Linked DNA regions of Mus musculus: all the other regions are linked to region 1. A link is a contact called in public Hi-C and HiChIP or PLAC-seq data. All regions are on one chromosome and are shown on one strand. Each heading gives the region's core, a stretch centred on a gene start, on an enhancer-like site or on the middle of the called end of the contact. The rest is flanking DNA. Distances are from core to core; before and after follow the strand shown.

Evidence for each region. A called contact is a pair of places that touch in the nucleus more often than the background predicts. HiChIP or PLAC-seq counts read pairs in DNA pulled down with a chosen protein or histone mark.
Region 2: an H3K27ac HiChIP or PLAC-seq map of the HPC-7 cell line shows a contact between it and region 1, with 7 times the contacts expected there. The contact joins two enhancer-like sites. A contact is called at or near these places in 2 of 484 Hi-C or Micro-C datasets (the G1E-ER4 cell line and the HPC-7 cell line) and 1 of 115 datasets of contacts at active chromatin or transcription factors (the HPC-7 cell line).
Region 3: a contact with region 1 is called in a Hi-C map of the G1E-ER4 cell line, with 1.7 times the contacts expected there. The contact joins two enhancer-like sites. A contact is called at or near these places in 3 of 484 Hi-C or Micro-C datasets (the G1E-ER4 cell line, the HPC-7 cell line and bone marrow-derived macrophages) and 2 of 115 datasets of contacts at active chromatin or transcription factors (the 230-238 cell line and the HPC-7 cell line).

The regions. Positions count from the first base shown.
Region 1 is chr16:93,212,998-93,218,077 of GRCm38.p6, forward strand. No RefSeq gene overlaps it. Among named protein-coding and RNA genes, the nearest start is that of Gm30530, 22 kb to the left of the region's middle. Within about 2 kb of position 2,539, at least 28 of the 459 cell types and tissues checked have an H3K27ac peak or open chromatin away from gene starts, as enhancers often do. A contact at or near this core is called in the G1E-ER4 cell line, the HPC-7 cell line and bone marrow-derived macrophages, where this site is marked.
Region 2 is chr16:92,805,625-92,810,704 of GRCm38.p6, forward strand. All of the region lies in intron 2 of Runx1 (runt related transcription factor 1), which reads right to left. Among named protein-coding and RNA genes, the nearest start is that of Runx1, 18 kb to the right of the region's middle. Within about 2 kb of position 2,372, at least 20 of the 459 cell types and tissues checked have an H3K27ac peak or open chromatin away from gene starts, as enhancers often do. A contact at or near this core is called in the G1E-ER4 cell line and the HPC-7 cell line, where this site is marked.
Region 3 is chr16:92,871,558-92,876,637 of GRCm38.p6, forward strand. No RefSeq gene overlaps it. Among named protein-coding and RNA genes, the nearest start is that of Runx1, 48 kb to the left of the region's middle. Within about 2 kb of position 2,419, at least 70 of the 459 cell types and tissues checked have an H3K27ac peak or open chromatin away from gene starts, as enhancers often do. A contact at or near this core is called in the G1E-ER4 cell line, the HPC-7 cell line and bone marrow-derived macrophages, where this site is marked.

The DNA.
Region 1 (5,080 bases), core at 1,289-3,788:
CTATAAAATTAAAAAACTAGTCAAAAACGAGTATTTATCGAAACTATTCCTTCTCTGTTTCACAGTTCCTGGCTCTAGAACTTAAATAAGATGCCATTTTTATTACTAAGTGGTTTATAAGGTATTGGAGAATTTAAAGAAACATAATGGCATTTAGAAATATAATGAGAAACATCCTTTTTAAACTTTATGTGTATGGGTGTTTGCCTGCAGTTCTGTATATGATGTGTATTACACATGGACAGAGGGGTGTGGGGGTGTGGGGGCGTGTGGGGGTGTGTGTGTGTGTGATCGTGTGTATATATAAGATCATGTGTGTATGATTAGATGTGTGACCAATGTGTATGTACCATATATATATGTGCAATCTTGTATATGTGAGCACTGTGTGTGATTATGTGTGTGTGATTATGTATGTATATAATCATCTGCATGAGTGATATTGTGTGCAATCATGTATGTGTGAGATCGTGTGTATATATGAGATTATATGTGTGTAATTATGTATACATATGAGATCATGTGTGCGTGTAAGATCATGTCTATGGATGCAGGTATACATGTGCCGTTGTGCATATGTGGTGATCAGAGGACAAGCTACAGGTAGTGACCCTCACCTTGTTGGAGGCAGGTACTCTTATTCACCACTGCATACCCCAGGTGAGCTGGTCTGTGAACCTACGGAGAATCCCCTCTCTTTGATTCCTATCTCACTTCAGGAGATCTGGGATAGCACGAACACACACACACACACACACACACACACACACACACACACACGAGCACCCGCTATCTTATCTAGCTTTTCATGCAGGATCCAGGAAGACAAACTCAGTTCTTCAAGGTTGCCGGTGACCACTTCCCCCACTGATGCATCTCCTTGGCTCCAGACAATCATAGTCAGAGGGCGTGCTCAGCCTTATTTCCAACCTACATTCCTTGATAGCCAGGAAATGAGTCTGCCTTGGAGCACCAGCTTCTTCCTCTGCAGAGCAGGGTCCTCCTGCTGGGGACCATCCTTGTAAAGATTAATATAAAGATGCAATACTCCGATACCTGCCAGGTATTATAGCCTGCATGCCATTGGCTGTATGTAGCCTAGAACACTGCCTAGACTCTGTTGTTCACTTGAGCAAAGTTAGCTGTGTATAGACTAGGATGCTGCCATGACTGTATGTAGCCTAGGATAGCTCTGTATGTAGCCTAGGATAGCTCTGTATGTAGCCTAGGATAGCTCTGTATGTAGCCTAAGGAAAACAGTAAGCTTAAGTATTATGATACTTTTTGTGTGTGACTTTTTTTTTTGTAACTTGAGGTTCTCAGTGTGAACTTTGTAGATGACAAAATCGCACTGTAGCAATATCAAAACCTTGGGCCTGCCTGCAGGGATTCTGATACATTGATGAGACCTCAAACCAGCAGTCCCTTCCCCCTGCATCAAGGAGAACATGAACCATTAGCCTGGCTCTGTGGACCCATGACCCTTTGCTGACCTCTGTATGTCTCCAGGCTGTCCTTGAACTAGCCTAGCTCAGGCTTCTCCATGACTTTGTTGTTCCCTTGGGCAAAGTAGCTCCAAGCTCTCTCATTACGTTATCTGTGCATCCCCTCCACCCCCAACGTGGAACTATGTGCTTTTTCCAGGTTTTTTGGATTGGTGCAAACTTGGGAAACAAATTCATTCCCTAGATAATCTACACGCAACCTCAAAGGAAATTTCAAAACCTGTCTGTCCCCACTTCCTTCTCATCGCAGGGCAAGCACATCACTAGCATAGATCACATAGTTACACACTGGCCTTGCCTTCCACATGTAAGCAACCTCGGTGCTCCCAGTATTACCTCAGTATAGCCAAAAATGCAGAGAGGAAAAAAAATCAACAAAACAAAAGGAATGAATTCCCCAGGTAAAATAGAGCTCACGAGCCACGTGAAACCATATCCCTAATCCCTCATGACCAGGGATTTTAATAAGACACATCCAACTACCAACGAGTTCAAATCCTCCAAGAGAGCAAAAGATGCTGAGCTCTGCCCAAGGCAACATCCAGTAGCCCTATTCCAGGCCACGGGGATTCGGCCACCGTGGGGCTGTAAGGCCAACCTCGTGTCCTTGTAGGAAACCCCAGAAAGCAAGACTCTGTGGATTGGTGGCACAGTGCTCTGAAGGTCAGGAAGGCCATGGGCCTCACCGTCCTGAACATTCTCCATTGGGTCTGTGAGTCAGAGGAGAGTCCCAGTAGGAGGAGCACTGAGAATGTCCACAGGTCCCATGGCCATGAAGAAGCCGCCAAGGGAGCTTGCTTTGTGTTACACGGTCAGGTAGAGTCCACCTCCTTTTCCAGAGCAATCTAAGCGTAGGCTCTGTGTTCCACAGGGCATACAGCTCCATGAGCCTCTCTCTCCCCATCTCTCGTGAGATGCCTGAAGAGCAGACAACAGCAAATTTTGGAGCTTCACTGGTGACAGAGAGAGAGGCTGTGGGCAGGCTAGGCCTCAGCACACAATACACAAGTCAGTCTTCAGTGCTCCCCAACCTTCCTAACGCTGAGACACTTAATAGACTTCCTCATGCTGTGGTGACCCCAACCGTAAAATTGTGTGTGTTGCTACTTCATAACTGTAATTTTGCTATTGTTCTATATTGAAATGTAGATACCTGTGTTTTTGTATGGTCTTAGGTGATCCTGTGATAAGGTCCTTTGAAACCGTCCCCCGAAAGGCATCATGACCCACAGGTTGAGAACCACTGGCTTAGGAGCATATCTTCTTTCAGGAACATTTAAACTTCTTGAAGCTTTCACCCTTACCCCCAACAAAACATTTTGTTAACAGTCAGCTTCCTCTTTCTGACTCACGATAGAAATCTTAAGGCACGCACACAGGCAAATTTGAAGAAGCTGAAAGTCTACACTCCCATTGTCTGAAAGAAGGAGCAATAAAGACTGTCTTCTATGTCCTTCCTGACTCTACAAAAACCCTGTTTACAATAAGCTTGTATTATTTATACAGCCTTCAAGGGGAAGCTCTCTGTGTTAATGTTTTTATGGTAGTTTTTCTCATCACTGGAGAATTTGGGCTTTTGTTTTAAACAATGTTTGTAGGCTATATATAGTGCATCTGGTATTAAAAGCGATGTACCTTGCTCACGTCTTAGCCAATAATCTCTTTCTTGTTTTATGATGAGAAAACCAGAGTCTATAATCACCCAAGTCATTCGTGAGCAAAGCGAGGGGCCAGCTCCCAGGACTGGGCTTCACCACTGAGCTATAGCAGCCCACTAGACAGCTGGAGCATCTAGGGTGTGACAAAAACACAATGGCCTTCATGTATCACAGACACAAAGCCTCAGGTACCCCAGGCTAGCCTAAAACTCCTTATATAGCTGGAGGCTCACCTTGCACCTCTGAATCCCCTGCCTGCACCCTGAGTGCTGTGATTACAGGCTTTGCACCACCACATCTGGTTTATCCAGTGCTGGAGAGGGAACCCAGGTCTTTCTGTATGGGCTTAAGCACTCTCCCACTGAGATATGTTGCTAGCCCAAGAAGACTTCTGAATAAACAGAAATTATATGAACTACCAGTGGGAGGAAATGCTCCTGATTTGGAGAGTGGTAGTGATAGACAATTAAAATTATTTAAAGAAAACCATGGTAAAAATATATTTCTCAGACGGGCAGTTGGTGATACACGCCTTTAATCCCAGCACTTGGGAGGCAGAGGCAGGTAGATTTCTGAGTTCAATGTCAGCCTGGTCTACAGAGTGAGTTCCAGGACAGCCAGGGCTATACAGAGAAACCCTGTCTTGAAAAACCACTATACACACACACACACACACACACACACACACACACACGCACGCACACACACACATACACGCACACACACATGCACACACACATAATTTCTCACTGTGTCTTTCTGTGCAATTTCTAGTAAAATATGAACCTGAAAATGTACAACCCTCACCTTCCTCTTTGGCTTTATGACTAGCGGTTTCAAATGTGACACTGAACATCTCTTGAGGCAGCCTGAATCTGTATCCCCAGGCCATGTCACTCAAAGTTGGCTCAAAACAAACCCTCTCTCATCCTCCTCTGAGTGAAAATGGAGCTCTGTGTGGCAGGTTCCACATGGAGAAGCACCTCCGACCAAATGGAATGCTTGTTGGGAGTCGCATGCGAAATGCCCGCACTGGGCAGACAGACACGTGTTTTCACACATCCTCTGAAGGGCAAGATGCAGTGGGACTGTTTCCCAGAGAAACAATTAGAGAATACTGGAGCCAGATAATTTACAACCTAATGTTAACAGTGAGAGGGGTAGATTCCCACAGTCGTGTCCCCCAGATAAGAACAGCCTTGGAAACTGGACCCTCACAAATCTTAGATGTCACAACACAGGGGTCGGGACCTCCTTCTCCTCCGACTCTGAAGAAAGCCAAAGGCAGATCCCCTCTTAGCGAATGCGTGTAAAATACAAGATTAGCTAGCTTTGCTCCATCGTTGAGTCTGCAAAAAGAAATACTGTTATTGTTGGTTTTGAAATTTTGTTTCCTTTTATTTCACTGAGGCTAGAACATGAAGCAAAATGGCAAGCTTCCCACCACATAAAGAAGCCATTTGGTCCCGTCGAGGACAGAATAAAAATTCTAACTGTGGCATACAGCTAGCACCTGCTCTGGAGCCAGGAGGGAGACAGGACCACAGAGGGGCCAATCTCCTGCTTCCTCCTAGCTACAACCCCAGAAGCCTGAAGTTATCTCTGCCCAAAACCTGGTTGCCTTGGCTGTCAGGAAGGAAGTGAGTTTTCCCAGGATTCCAGCAGACCTAAGACCTAGAATGGGAGAGCAGGTGGATCCTCAGCCCAGCTCCCCAGCTTCAGTGGGAAGGCGATTAAAGGATTAAAATTTGCAGGCAAAGCAATGGAGATCCGAACCATCCCCTCCCCTCCTTGTAACTGAGAAGATAAAAGCTGTTTCCTTTCAAAGCTTCGGGTTAGAGATGAGAGTATTAGCCAATATGTAATCTTATAGCCCCGGCACTCAGCTGAGAGGGGAGAGAGGATAGCCAAGTGTCA
Region 2 (5,080 bases), core at 1,122-3,621, 410 kb before region 1:
CAGTAACTAAGCAATTAGCAGGGTAAGAAGGTGTCCTGATGATCCAGGGGACATACGGACATATTTGAAATCATATCTCTGCTAAGGGTTTCATCTTCTGCATACACACAGAACCCAACAACTTGACAGCAAGACAAGAAATAACCAGATCAAAATGTGGGCAGGGGACTTGGAAAAATTATTTCCCCAAGACATATGAAATGACCCAGGAGTGTATTTAAATTTGACCAACACCTCTAACTGTCAGGGAAATACAGAGTAAAGCCTCCATCACAGGCCACCTCGGATCTTTAGGACAGATGACATTAAACATTCCAGAGACTCCATAGCTGTGGAAATGTGGGGGTCTGAGGAGATATAAAGAAATGGACCCACTGTGTGCTGCTGGTATGAATACAAACCAATATAGCCACTATGGAATAAAGTTTGAAAGTCCATTAACAGCTAAAAATCAAACTAGTGTATCACCCTATCTGATGGTTAGTGTTGTCAACTGACAAGCTCCAGTGTTATCCAGGAGTAATTTGTTCCTGTCAAGGGGTTTCTAGGTTGGGTTAACTGAGGTGAGAAGCCCTGCCTTGACTTTGAGCAGTAGCATCACGAGTTAGTGTTCTGGACTTAGCAAAAGGAGCCAGTGAAGCTAAGCACCAGCATTTGCCTCTCTCTGCTTCCTGAGCAGATGCAGAGGGAGCCACTGCCTAGAGCTCTGGGTACCATGCCTTCCCCATTGTGAAGGACTGAACCTTCAAACTGTAAGCTAAATACACCCGTCCTTCCTCAGGCTGCTCCTGTGAGACACTCCATTGCAGAAATGAGAAAAGTAACCAATACACCCAGCACACACACAGACACACAGACACACACACACACACACACACACACACACACACACCCCACGGATACACAGGCACACACATCCAGACACACAGGCACACACAGAGACACACAGACACACACACAGATATACAGGCACACACACAGGCACACAGGCACACACAGACACATACCCTGACTCACAGACACACATACAGAGATACAGAGACACAGACACACACACACCCAAACACACACACACAGACACACACACCCAGACACACACACCCAGACACACAGAGACACACACACACTCAGATACACAGGCACACACAGAAACATACCCAGACTCACAGACACACACACAGAGATACAGAGACACAGATACACATACCCAAACACACACCCAGTCACACAGAGAGACACACACACACACTCAGATACACAGATACACATACACCTAGACACACACACACACACAGAGATACACAGGCACACACACACACACAGACACACAGGCACACAAGCACACACAGAAACATACACAGACTCACAGACACACACACAGAGATACAGAGACACAGACACACACACCCAAACACACACCCAAATACACACACACACACACACACACACACACACGAGAGACACACATACTCAGATACACATACACCTAGACACACAGACACAGACACACACACACACACACACACACACACACACACACAGACACACACACACACACAGACACACATACAGACACATATACAGAGACACATATACAGAGACACATACACAGAGACACACACACCCAGAGACACACACACACAGACACACACACACAGACACACACTCACCCAGACACACAGATACACACAAACACACACATACATACATTCACACATACATAGACATACAGAGACACACATACACACCCAGACACATAGAGACACACACACCCAAACACACACACAGAGACACACACCCAGACACCCAGACACACAAAGAGACACAGAACACGTACATACACAGATATACTGACCCACAAGCACACATGCCCACACACACACACACACACACACACATGCAGACATACCCATGTACCCACACTCAGCACCCAGACACACAGACACAGACATACACACATAGACACAGGCACAGAGAAACATGTATGGACACATGCACACAGATACCGCACAATAAATTTAATGTAAAAATATTCCTTTGACTGTTAAAAAGGACAGTATTAAATACTATCTTGGGGTAAAACAAGAAGATGCCTGTCTACACATATGTAGTCCCTTCAAAAAATGTCCTTTGGAGCTGATAACAGAGCACACGTGTCCCCAGGCCTGGGGGAAATGGACTAATTCTTAGGGCTCGTCCTGTGACTTTACTGTTCTAGTTAATCTTCTAGTTGCTGTGACAAACACTGGACAGAAGCATCTTAAGGAAGGAAGGAAACATTTATTTAGCTCAGTCTGTGGGTACCGTGAAACTCGTCCAGGAAGGCCTGGCAGCAGGAGCCCGAGGCAGCTGTGCCCACTGTGTCCACAGTCAGGAAGCAGAGGGACATGGGTGACGGGCTCAGCTCACTTTTTCCTTTTGTCAAGACTTGGCCCACTCTCATCAGAACATGCTGCCTACAAGCAGAGTGGGCCCTCTCTCTTTAACATGTTTATTCCGCAAACACCCTCATAGACCTATCCAGAGGTGCATTTCTATGGTGCGTCCTCTTTCCCTTAAGTTGACAATGAGGACGAACCATCAGCGACACCGACCCTGAATATAGGCCAATTAATCCATAACAGAGAGTGGCTGTGCTCCCCAGAAAGCCATGACTCGGGCTGCTTAGTCTGACACTCTCTTCAAGACAAAAGTTGAACCAGTCTCCACTCCAATAGCTGAATTATGTGTCTTTCCTTTGTTGATTACAGGAGTTAAGAGCAGAGGCAAAAGGCGTCAGGGAGGAATCATGCCAACGGTTAGTACCTTCCTGCTGCTAATGGTGTGGTGTGTGTGTGTGAGGTATGGTGTGTGTGTGTGGGGGTGTGGTGTGGTGTGTGTGTCTTGTGATTGTGTGTCTTGTTAGTGTGTGCCTTGTGAGTGTGTGTGTGGGGGATGTGGTATGTGTGTGTGTCGTTTGTGTCTTGTGAGTGTGGGGGGGGGATGTGGTATGTGTGTGTGTCGTTTGTGTCTTGTGAGTGTGTGTGTGGGGGATATGGTATGTGTGTGTGTCGTTTGTGTCTTGTGAGTGTGTGTGTGTGGGGGGGGATGTGGTATGTGTGTGTGTCGTTTGTGTCTTGTGAGTGTGTGTGTGTGGGGGGGTGTGGTATGTGTGTGTGTGTCGTTTGTGTCTTGTGAGTGTGTGTGTACACGTGTGCATGTACGCAGCACGCACACGTGCACATGTCCAAGATCACTGTGACCTCTATGACTGTTTAGAGTCAAACCTGCCACTCACACAGAAGTAGCTGGTGTGTTAACTCTGTCCTGATTTTCAGTTCAGAGTCTGCCATTATGGGTTGCTGGAAGACTCCCCAGGCAAGTCCTAAGTTCTGACTGAAGGTAACAGCAGACACCACTATGAGGAAAAGGGAAGGCAGATGAGAAGCAGGGGCACCTGGCTGGTCTGGCTCTGGAGTGTACACAGACGTGCAGAAAGATCATAAGGAGGGCTAGCGGGGCTTCGAAGTGCCTTCCGAGAGCCTTGGGTTTTGATTTCCCAGTCTATCATCATAGCCTTGCGCAGGCAAAGCAGGGCCCTGGCCTTCTCCAACGGAGCTTTATTATTTTATTACTGTTTTTTATTACGGGATAATAATTAGCTTGAGCACCTTTTAATTTCTTCCCATCAAGATGTTTGCACAGCAACAATTAGAGGCTGGCAGCGCCCAGCATCTACAGAGAGAGTCTCTCAGAGCCAGCCGCTGGAGCTGGCAGGGGGACTCATCGCTAAGGTATCCTCCCTTGGGGGCCAGCCGAGACCGGAAGGGAATTGGCGAGAATATAGTAATCCCTGGCACGGACATCAGGCAAGAGAGGAGCCTCTGAAACAAGTGTGGCTCAAAGGGAGAAAGCACACCATACCGGCAAACCTCAGGACTCAGTGGGACCAAGGCCCCACAGCGGGATCGCAGGATGGGCCGCCAGACTTTCGAGGTGATAAATGTTTCTAGAGAAAGCTCTACCATGCCCAAGCCCTCCTCCCTCGGGAAGCATATCAATGCTTGCTGTGTGACTGGCAGGCGATGACAGGAAGGTCCTGTTCGCAGGCCCACTTGCTGTCACAGCTGAGTCAACTGCTTCTGGCTAGAGTCTTTATTTCAACCACAGAAATAATGAAATGAAGGGTTTGGTATAGGCTCTGTGCAAACCCTGGTCAGGGTCAGAGGTCACAGCCAGGACCATGTGGGTGCTGGCTCCCAGAGGCTCCTATATTTTTGAAGGACATCCTGGTGATGGGACATCCTGTGGACTAATTCTCTTCACTCTCTAGGTCTCAGGGCCTATGTAAGCATGGGGTCAGGAAAGAATCTCAGACAAGTTAGAGCTGCCTTCCAGGTCAAGGTCAGACAAACGCAGGGTTTGATGTGAACAACTTCCACAAACTCCTCTTTAAGATTTTCATGGGATGTTCTCAGGACAAAGACACAAGACATAACATGAAATTATCCCTATTAGATACCTCTTTGGTCACAAAGATGTCCAAAATGTCACCTCCTTCTATGTCTGAGGGATCTAAAGACTGATAAAAGCCACGGATTACTGTGGAACACTGAGCGGGGTTGACTGTCCCCAGCATGCTGAGAGGGCCAGGTTGGACGTTCAGGCTGGGGTGCTACTGGCTTGGGGAAGCATAGGCCCCCTGTGGGAGCCTAGGGGAAGACAAAGTCTCCCTCAAAGGGCAGCTGTGGTGGGGAAGAGCCTGAATGTGTGGACAGTAAGACAGGAAGCACGGCCTGCCCTGGAGAGAACTTAGGCCACTGACTGCATCTAGGGACACCAGAGCAGTCCAAGACAGGGAACAGTGCCCTCTCAGAGCTGACCCTACTGTCCTCAGGATATGGGAGCCATGGCAAGCTTTTGGCTCCAAAAGGCTTGACTTCCTTGAGAGTCATAGAGACAATCTTTTGTACTGTTTTGGTTTGGTTTTGGTTTTGGAGACCAGTTTCTCATGTAGCCCACGCTGGCCTGAGGCTTCTGATCTTCCTGCATCCACCTCCTGAGTACCACGACTATAGGTATATACCACCAAGCCCAGTTT
Region 3 (5,080 bases), core at 1,169-3,668, 340 kb before region 1:
ACCACCCGAAACCAGTTGTTTCCATCCATTACAGGACCCTCCCCATCCTTCCGTGTTGCTGGGTCCTGACTGCTACCCTCCAAATTTTATTTTGAAAATTGTTGTTTGTTCTAGAGCTTAAAGTTGTCATGCAACCTGGTTTGATTGAGGACTATGGCAAACCCATCCCCGTAGTTACGATAAATAAAGCTACCCAGAAAAGCGTTATCAGACGTGCCTCTCTGCAGTCCTCCTCAACTGCTTCCGTTGATGCTCTCTGACCCATCCCAGTCCTTACCGGGGCCTCATGATGATGTGTGCTGACCCCTCAGACTTCAGTTATCACAGGATGCACTCGACACCCATCCACGCAGAGGCTAAAGGGCCCACGTGGCAGGCTGCCAGCCTAGGGGATCCAACACTGCTCTCAGTCGGAATGTGTAGGCCTGTCCTCTACATTAGGGAGAGCAAACCTCACTGGGCTCCTGTGGGGCCTACACTGGCTTCAGTGCGTCATACCCTCAAAGTGAACCTCTCTCTTCGAAACAGCTTTAAAAGTGGAATTTCTGGCAACCAAGTCTATGAATACCCGAGTAAGGCACACACAGTTAGGCTGTCTGTATTTTCCCCTATAGTTTTTCTCACTGGGATGATCCACCATTCTCATCGTTTCTCAGCAGCACAGTTGGCCTTTACTCTGACCGGTTGCCAGGAGTTCAGTGCTGACTGAGGCCAGATTGACAGACAGGAGGAGCTTTTGCTTACCACGCCCGCCCTGGACCACACTCGGGGCCATGAGAGCCCCATCTCAGAGCACAGTGTTCAAGGGACTCTCAGGCACCGGATCAAGGGCACCACCAAGTGCATCGCATGCCCCACCCTCTCCAGAAGCCACCCAAATGCCTCACTGCAATGCTTTCTTCCTGCACCCCACCTCTTCCACGCGTGCCTTTACTCTTTCCATTCTCACACTCTTTTGTGAAACTCCACACGGGCCCAGTGAATTCCATGACATGTCTCCCAGCCCAGCTCTCCAGGCTGATTCCCACACTCTTTGTTCGTGTCGTTCACAGCTCTGCATTCTGCCGTTTGTTCACAGAATCATTCCCAATAAAAAGAGAAGTTCAAAAGAAAGGGATAGACGTTGTCCTCCTGGAGGTGAGTGAGTTCTTCTTGTGTTTTCAGTAAGACTAGGTGACCACAGGGAAGTCTTTATGTTTGGGTTGCTGCTCCTTGGCTGAGTGGACCTTAGGCATGTGGCAGGCATCCCAAATACCTTTCCTGTTTCCTGATGACACGTTGACATCCATTATAAATCACCTAAAAATTTTCCAAGTGGTGCCAGGGAGGTGGCTCGGTGGTTAAAGGTACTCACTGTCAAGCTTGATGACATGAGTTAGAGCCCCAGAGCCCACGTGGTAGAAGGAGAGAACCAACTAACCTCTACAGGGGCACCATGGCATGCTTACAGTTACACATACACACCACAGGCACACACACACACACACACATACCACACAGGCACACACACACCACACAGGCACACACACACATACCACACAGGCACACACACACACCACAGGCACACACACACACCACAGGCACACATACACACACACATACAGAAACACACACACAGGCACACACATACACAGGCACACACACACACAGGCACAAAAATACACACACTACACACAGGTACATACACACACCACACACAGGCACACACACACCACAGGCACATACACTACACAGACACACAGACTCACAGACAGACAGACACACACATACCACATAGGCACACACACACACACACCCCACAGGCACACACACATACCACATAGGCACACACACACACACACACACACACACACACACACACACACACACAGAAACACACACACACAGGCACACACACACAGGCACAAAAATACACATACAACACACAGGTACACACACAGGCACACACACACCACACACAGGCACACACACACACACACACACACACATACCACAGGCACATACACTACACAGACAGACACACACACACACACATGCACACACCCACACACAGGCACATATATAGCAAACCAACATGATAGAAGAAAAAGCTTAATATCATGACACTTCCCACACCTAACCTTTGCCACCCAGTTGGGGAAGCATTTGAATGCCGTGGAAACACAATGCTATGGGTTACATACAGCTCATCAAGAGTTCTTGCATTGGAAACTTTGTCCCTAGTGTGGCAACCTGAGAGAGGTTGAGCCTCTGAGAAGATCCAAATGAAAGGTGATTGGTCCTCAAAGGCGATGTCTTTAGACTAAAAGTAGGTGGTGTGGCTACTTCTCCCGTGAGGAAGCAAGCCTGGCTGGGGAATGGCTCTCTGTCTTCCTCTCTGGTGACAAGATGGATCCCTTCTCTCATGCTCCTCTTATGATAACAATTGTCATTAGGTCCTCAACAGTGGACAAAGCGATGAAGCTACCCCGTGTTGGCTGTTTAGCCTCCAAACCTTTTTCCTTTACAGATTATGCATCCTTGTATAATTCTTTATAATCAGACAAACATAAGCCAGATCAGAGCTATGGAGTGATATTTCCTAGCTATCAGGAGGTAGAGCCCAGATCCACCACAAGCAGGATGGCCTCAGAGACTGACTTCTGTTTTCAGATGATAACTCCTCCTACAACCTTAGAGGATGCTGAAAGAGGAAGTGAGCAAGCTGAAGCCCATGGGGGCATCTTCAGACGGATCTTCTTCAATAGTCAAATGGGGTTTGGCCACTAGATCCTCCCCAGTGTCCGCAGAGGACAACTCCATGGTTTTATCTAAACTTCTTCATGCATGGTTCCATTGGAGAATTCAGAAGCTAGGACAAAATAACTTATTTCTGATGATATTTGAGAACACATTAAAGATTTTTAAACCACATTAGAAAATATATACTGCAACACTTTGACTTCTGACTATTGATAACAATTGGGTCTATTGAGGTAAGTGTTTGATACTTTTAGGTAGAGTATAGTAAGGGTCTGATGAGCAGAGAGAAGAGCTCAAACTTCCTGTGCCAGGGAGCAGTGTTTTCCTATTGTTAATGTTTGTATGGATTAGGTGAGTGACTACTTGTTACCTTAACTGTATGAGTTAGGGTCTTAACTCCTTTTCTGTTGCCTTGATAAAATTCTTTGACAAAAGCAATTTGAAAAAGGAAGGGTTCATTGTAGCTCACAGTTAAGGGCATACCTCATCATGGTGGAGAGATCATGGTGGCAGGGCCTTGAGGTGACTGCTCACACTGCATTTACAATCAGGAAGCAGTGCAAGGATTGCCTGCAGGCAGCTGCTCAATTCCATTTCCTGACTTACACAGCCCAGAATCCCAAGTAGGGAATGAACCACCCATAGTGGGCAGGTCTTCCTAACTCAGGAAACACAATCAAGATACCCACCCCCCCACACACACACATACACACATGCTGAGGGTGTCCCAGGTGATTTTAAATTCTTTCATGTTGACAGTTACTGTTGCTTAGCAGAGGGTAAAATACCGGCAAGAACAGCTAGAGTGAGCAAAGATTAATCTCACTCATGGTTTCAGGTCTTCAGTCCCTAGTCTTTGGCTATCCTGATTCTGGGCTGTTGTAAGACAGACTATCATGGCAGCCAGAGCATGTCAGAGGGGGAGAGTATTCACTCCAGAACAGACAGGAAGATGGGAGTAGGTCCCACAATCCAAGTGACCTATTTCCTCCAGCCAGGCCTCATGTCCTCATAGCATCACCAGTTGGTAGGCAAACATGCAAACAACACATGAGCCGGTAGGGCAGCACATTTTGTATTCACTCAGTAACATCGTCAGAAATGACCCATCTACAAATCTGCCCATGTCCTATCCACTTGGGTGATGTAAGAGTGAGCATATCCAACCCTTTTGGGGCTTATCCAACAATCTCTCAGCATGGCAGAAACATGAATATTTCCTTTTCCAACTTGGCAATAAAATCATATAGGTTGTGTCTTACTCTCGTGTATCTACCAGATATAGGAAAACAAAAGCCTTTCAAATGATCTCTTAGGATGTTTTCCCCTAGTTCAGTCAATGCCGTGGGTTCCACACCCTGAGCCCTTATGAAAGATATCCAAACAGCGTGGTAGAATCCAGCCTGCTCCAACGACTCTTCCAGAAGGTTCTATTTATTTTCCTGAATCAGCTGTTTTTAATTTTATCTGAATAATGCCTGAGCAGGAAGTGGAGCAGTTCTGTTCATTCAGCCAGGATTCACAGAGCCTTCCATCAATGGTCTACTAATGGGAAAATGACAGTAATTTCTTTAATGAAATCTCGAATCATAATTTCTATTTCTTACTGATATTTTCCCTGTCTCTAGACCTGAGAAGATTTCTAATTTCCAAGAAACTGAGGTAATCATATACTGGCTGTACAGAGAGGTTAAGAAAACATCAGCAAGTAAATAGGATTCTAGAATGTTCTTCACCATCTATAAATATGATAGCAACAGGTTATGAATTAAATATATGAATTTGAGGCTAGAAAGGTACCTGAACTGTAAAGACACCTGCCACCTATCCTGACAATTTGAGTTTTGATCCCAAGGATCCGCCAGGTGGAAGGAGAGAACTGGTCCCCTTGAGTTGCCTTCTGTCTGGCCACCACATTCCTGAAGTGGCACAGGTACCTACACTGCACATATGCACATAAATAAATGCAATAAAAATCTTTAAAATAGTCAACCCCTATAAAAAAGAGAAAGAGAAAGAGGCAGTTTTCCTGGGGCAGTTTTCCAGAGACAGATTGAAGAGAGAACAAGCTAGACACAGGTGACGACAGAAGGAACTAGAAGATTAGAACAGATTGCTAGAGAGTTAGTTTGAGGCCAAGTATAGCAATTCAGGAGAAGCCCGAAGAAGCCAGATTGAGTCAGTCAGCTTGGAGAGGAGTTTGAGCTAGAGCAGCTGAGTTGAAACAGCCAGCCAGAACTCAGAAAGAACTATAGAAACAGCGAGCTTATTCAGTGGTAAGTCTCAGCAGGTGAAAACACTCTAGGCCTAGATTAGATTGTAGGGAGGCTGGGGACTT